Regions from separate parts of the Mus musculus genome. Here region 2 is linked to region 1. A link is a contact called in public promoter capture Hi-C data. All regions are on one chromosome and are shown on one strand. Each heading gives the region's core, a stretch centred on a gene start, on an enhancer-like site or on the middle of the called end of the contact. The rest is flanking DNA. Distances are from core to core; before and after follow the strand shown. Region 1 has its middle 17 kb from the start of Grhl2. Region 2 holds the start of Odf1 (outer dense fiber of sperm tails 1).

Region 1 (2,930 bases), core at 316-2,815:
TCAGAACCCTTCTCAAATTTCCAAAATGGATGTTCGTAAGATGAAATGGTGGCTCCCTCCTCTTCAGCCCTGGCAACCGGCAACCGGTTGGCTTTTCATCTGACAGGAATCACACAGTATTTCTCTTTCTGTGATTGGCTTATTTCTTCGGCGTGGTGCCTGCAGCATCCACCCATGTTGTAGCACTTGGCAAGACTTTCCAAGGTTGGATAATAATATAATATAATCCCATTATGTTCACACTGCATTTTGCTCCTTTTGTTTGTCCTGAGGATTGAATCTTTCTTTCCTTTTATTTAGTTTTTTTCCCCCTAAGACAACCTTTTTTTTTTTTTTTTTTTTTTTTTTTTTAAGCATGCATTTATTTGCTGGGAGGAGGGTACTGCCGAGCACACAGGGAGGAGGTCAGCAGATAATATGTAGAATCAGTTCACTCCTTCAACCATGTGGGCCCTGGGGGTGTCAGGCTCAGCAGCAAGCACCGTCACCCTCTCACCAGCCTATGAAAGCTCCCTTCATGTTTCCGTGGTGGGCAGTTGGGTTGTTTATCTGCATGCAATCGATTGTGAATAATGTTGCTATGAGCACAAATACAGATGCCTCGTTCATACTCTGTTGTCAGTTGCCTCTGATATGAACTCAGGAGTGAAACCCAGTCTGATTTTTAACTTTCTAAGGAATAATATATCACCTTTAAAAAATGCCTTTATTTTTTTGAGACAGGGTTTCTCTGTGTAGCCCAGGCTGGCTTCGAACACAGAGATCTGCCTGCCCAGTGCTGGGTTTAAAGGCAGGTGCTATCACAGCTTAGGTTACACAGAAACCAGCAGAGAAGCCCAGCCCTACAGGTGGGAGGAGAGAACCAACTTCCCTCAGTTGTCCCCTGACCTCTGTATGTGCACACGGACACATTTTTTTTTTAATTTTAAAATTACTTATTTACCAGCTTCAACTTTACTCATTTTATGTAGTTGGGTGTCTTGCTTCATGTATGTTTATGTGTCATAAGCATACCTGGTACCCGTGGAGGTCAGAAAAGGACATCAGATTGTCCTGGGACTGGAGCCAGCCCAAGTGAGGTGCTGGAAACCAAACCTCCGTCCTCTGAAAGATCAGCACGTGCTCTTAAACGCTGACCTATCCACCCCATCACAATATTTTTCTTCTTTCAAATGGGCAAAAGAAGAAAAGAGCAGGGGAGACTGTGTTGTATATACTGAGACCCAGAGAGAAGGTTCTAGAACCAGGCACACTTAGGCTTGAAATGTGGCCCCGCTGTGGCCTTGATGTATAGAAAAGTCACTTCACCTTTCAGATCACTGCTATAAAAGGGGACCAATAATGGCCAGGTTAGATCACAAAATGGCTGGGTTTTAAGTGAAGGTGTTTGTAAAGAGCCTTGTGCATGGAAAAGAAGATTTTTTAGTTCTCTCCTCTCCCTCTAAGACTAGAGAAAGCAGCGCCGCTTTGCTTAAAAGCATAGAAGAAAGATTCAGCCCCATTCTTCACAATGCACGTCTTTGTCAGGCGCTAAGCAAACCCAGAGTAAGGTTAAGAAGCCTGGGCCACTGTCTCTGCTTAGATCGCTCTCAGTTCTCTACCTCTCTGAACTGCCCCCTGCAGGGGCCGTCGGCCTGAAGCGAGCCTGCCTCCTCCCTGACTCCAGCCCATGCTGGGCACAAAGGGGTCTTGGGGTGGAAAGACCACCGCCCCTTGCTGCTTACTCCCTTTGTCATTAGCAGACGTCTCCTTCTCCAAGGACCAAAAGGTTAATAGAACGAGGGTGGGGGGCTCTGCACCTAGGTCTTGCTGCATGCAAAGGAGATCTCCCTTCGTGTCAGTACATAAAGCATACGTAAAGGCAAGGTCACGCACGCCGCCAAGGGCACCACCGCCCAGGGTTCCATAGAGCTCCCAGGGACAGTCAACTCAGTTGTTCTTTATTTACAAATACAGGAACCGTCCCAGCTGTGTTTCTGATTGTCCTCACGGTCTGACGTTGAAGCTTTCAGTCACTGCTCATTGCGGCTTCTTGGGGCAGATTCCGTGACTCACAGGCTGTGGGATTCCTTAGCTCACATATCTTTCTGTCTTTTAGTCCTGTGCCTCAGACCACGAAGATGCTCTAACCCCATGTTTGTACAGCAAACAAACATCTCCCTTCCCCACGATCCACATTGTTTTTGATCGCTCAAACTGACTTATTCAAATGCAGTTTTAAGTAAAGGCAACAGACAAAATGCAGTTCTCTGTGATTCTCTGTTCTAAAGCCACCACAACGCTGACTCTCATCTTTCCTCCAGAGCTCCAAAGAGACTCGAATGGCTGTTTGTTTACTTAATGTGTGAGGGGTTCCAGGACCAGAGTGGGAGACAAGTCTCTCTCCCCCACATCCATTCCTTCTCTGGGATGCCACCATGCTTGCCAGAGGGCAGGGGGCTGGTCCCCTCTCTTGATGGAGTGTGCACACTTGATGGTTTTACAGCCAACCATCCTGACTTAGATGAGAGGGAAGACAGCAGAAATCATCCAGGGCATCGCAAGGTCTGAAATGACTGTCCTAATTGGACAGATACAACTCAAGCTCCTCTCAAGGCTCTGGCTTCCTTGACTTCCAGTATCTTCTTAAACTGAATGCTCAGAGCTAGCTGCTTCTTATCCACAGGGAGGGCACACCACCATCTGCTATTCTAACTGCCAGTGAGATGAGAAACTCTTCCAGTCCACAGTCACTAGTGTAGGGTTGGCTCCTGTCAGGTGCTGGCTTGACCATGTTGTACCAGCATATGAACCAAGCTAGTGGATTTCAGCCTTCACTGCACTGTTTTTGTCAGGTGGTAAATTTAGAGAAGAAGGAGGAGGGGGATGGGGGAGAGGAAGAGGGGGAGGGGGTGAGGGAGGGGGAGGGGAAGAAAAAGAAGGCATCCAGG
Region 2 (2,930 bases), core at 307-2,806, 1.0 Mb before region 1:
CCTTCTCAGTGAAACATCACTGTTGTCAAGGGACTTTGCCCATCAACCCTCTCACCCAATAATTCTTCCATTCATCCATCTATCTGCCTGGCCATCCTCCCATCCATCGAATTTGTGTCTGGCTTATCTGCTGCTGATCTTTTCATTGAACATATCATACATAAAAACTTTCCAACTTTTCAATCCCCTTTTAAAACCTTTTGAGACAGTCTCACAGAGCACAAGCTGGCCTCAGACTCATTCTGTATCAGAACCTGTGAGCCTCCTGCCTCCACCTCAGAGTCGGCTACTACACTCAGTTCTTTAATCCACTGGATGGGTGTACAGTCATTTATATAACCAGGGGACAATGCCCACTTCCACCATTTCTCCCCTGTATACAGACTGTATATGTTAAAGTGAGGAAAGGATAGGAAAAGAAACTAAAGAAATATTACCCTCCCCCCAATTATATTATCCAATTCCATTGAGATCCCAATCTACTATGCTGGCTGCAACCTGTGATGTCGCAAATCCCTTCTGAGGTTGGAGGGGAGGCCAGCACAGCAGCCCTAGCTATAGATCAACTCTGCCTGAGACTCGGTGGGAGAACGATTCCCACACACTGGGGAAACGCCTCCAGTGTTCAGCCTCTGCTGTGGAGGCTTCTGGCCCACAGTAAGGATTTGACTGATTTTGACTTTCTTCTCCTGCAGTCATTTCTGCAAGCCCAAATACACTCAGATCACCTCAGTCATTCCCAGATTTGTTGAGTTTGCTGTTTCCAACAGCTTTTTAATGACACCCCTATTTTACCTTCATTAAGGCTACCCTATTTACCACACTGCCCCTCTAGACCTCTCTATTCCCACTGCTGGCCCACCTACCCTTCTCTTCTTAAGCCTCTCCTGGTCACCCTGAGTCACTATCTAGATCCCTTTTCACATCCATTCATCTGTCACTTTCCCCATGTCCCCGCCTCTTCCCACCGATGTGGCAGCTACACTGATTCTCAGGTCACACCCTCTCCCTTGGCCAACACTCTTTCTTATCAATGGCGCAGATTGCTTTCCTCTCTAAACTGCGGAGCGATGGGCGAAGGCAGTACAGCTTGTAGTCACACAGGCAGCACGGGTAGTAGAGGTCACACAGGCCACAGGAGCGGGATCGCTTGGAGTAGCAGAGGCAGTAGGGATAGGGATGCAGGTCGCAGCAGCAGTACGGGTGCATGTATAAGTCACACAGGCAGCGGGAGCTGATTTCGTCGATACATCTCAATTGTCTTAATTCTCTGTCCACCTTCTTTATGTCCCTCCTAACACTGTCCAAAAGACAACTCAGTGCGGCCATTATGGTCACACCTTATTGTTCTGTGAGTACCTTTGGGAAATGGCACTCAGAGGAAAAAATTGTTCTAAGCTCTTCTCAGAGGCCTCCTTTAAAATTAAATGAGCCACACATGATTCACTTACTTTAAAGCTTGTGTTCTGTGACCTCACCCACCCTTTAAGTATGTCATAGTCTCTTGGTTACCATGCCAACCACAAACAGTTATGGTCCCCTGAGACCCTCCTCAGGGTTTCTCCCAGGAAGGTATTCCTACCAAGAGCTCGCTCACCCTGGGTGCTGGTGGACCTTGAGGGCTTCCCTTTAGTGTCCTTGACTTGTAGGAGTTAAGACAGTCATGGCTGTCATTGTGGAAAGGGCAGGAGCCACTTGGCTCTAGTCTCTGTGTCCCCATTAAAGGCCTGAGCCTCGTTGTAAGATTCTTTTTGGCTGTTGGCCCTTCTTTCCCACCAAGTCAGTCTCAAGTCTGCCTTTGTCATTGGCTTTCTCAGTCGCACATCTCTGAGTCCCACCCATTATTATTATTATTTCCTGGTGCCAGGGATCAAACCCAGGGTCTCATACATCACAGACAACTGCCCGTCCTCTACCAGCTAGGGTTCTAGCTAGCCAGGAACATCAGTTCTCCACTAGCTGGAGCCCAGAAGCTCTTGGCTTCTACTGCTCAGGGTTTCTGTCTACAGTCATCGCCCCACAACAAGGACCTGAGGTCTTGTTTCTAAGCCTCCAAGTGTCCCCGAGTGGCCCTAAACATTGGTCCCTGACCCTCTTCCACTCTCCGGAACCTTTTGCTTCAGCCATGCCCCATTCTCTAACATGGATCAACCTCTAAGACTGCAAACTCACCTCAGATTTGACTTGTACTTCTTAATCTGCTTCTATCTCTCAAACCTCTAGTCCCTTCTTCCTAGACTAAGTCCTAGGGAGGACACATGAGGACAAATGGATGCGACACCAGAGAGGCAACTAAGAGCTGGGCTTGAAGGCCACAGTTAGGGGTTTGACCTTTTATTTTCATTTCAATAAAGGATCATCGATTATCCCTCCTCCCCTATTGATAAGTGTTAAATGTGGGCCAGACCCAGTGAAGAGGCAAGGAGGGTCCAGGCTGGCGGTCACAGCTCAAGGGAGCATAAAAGGGAAGCTGGCAAGATGGTTCAGAGATAAGAGCTTTTGTGCTCTTACAGAGGAGGGCTGGATACTCAATCCTGATGAGGTGGTTCACAGCCACTGTAACTCCAGTTCCACTGTAACATCAGATCCATGGACAGGGATCTGATACCCTCTTTTGACCACCACAGGCCCCAAGCACGAACATCTTGCACATACATACATGCAGGCAACACACACATAAGATAAATCAAAACTTAAAAAGCAAAGAAACCAATGGGCTCATTGTCCCACACTCAAGCTCCACCCACTCTGTCCTTTCCACAAGGTAGCCAAAGTGATTTCAGATATAAATTTCTCCTACCTACTTCTCACCTTAAACATCGGTCTTCCCTAATTTTTTTTTGTTCTTGTTTTTGGAGACATGGTTTCACAAGGTAGCCCTAGCTGGCCTGGAACTTACTGTGTACAGCTGGCTAGCTTTGAACTCAAAG

Evidence for each region. Promoter capture Hi-C pulls out the DNA fragments that hold promoters and counts their contacts.
Region 2: a promoter capture Hi-C map of embryonic stem cells shows a contact between it and region 1, with 2.9 times the contacts expected there. The contact joins the promoter of Odf1 here to the enhancer-like site in region 1. A contact is called at or near these places in 5 of 39 promoter capture datasets (embryonic stem cells, hippocampal neurons, liver and 1 more).

What each region holds. Positions count from the first base shown.
Region 1 is chr15:37,214,711-37,217,640 of GRCm38.p6, reverse strand. No RefSeq gene overlaps it. Among named protein-coding and RNA genes, the nearest start is that of Grhl2, 17 kb to the left of the region's middle. Within about 2 kb of position 1,565, at least 19 of the 459 cell types and tissues checked have an H3K27ac peak or open chromatin away from gene starts, as enhancers often do. A contact at or near this core is called in embryonic stem cells, where this site is marked.
Region 2 is chr15:38,217,829-38,220,758 of GRCm38.p6, reverse strand. Odf1 (outer dense fiber of sperm tails 1) reads right to left here and starts at 1,556. Exons shown (of 2, transcript NM_008757.3): 1 at 1,052-1,556. The coding sequence starts at 1,329.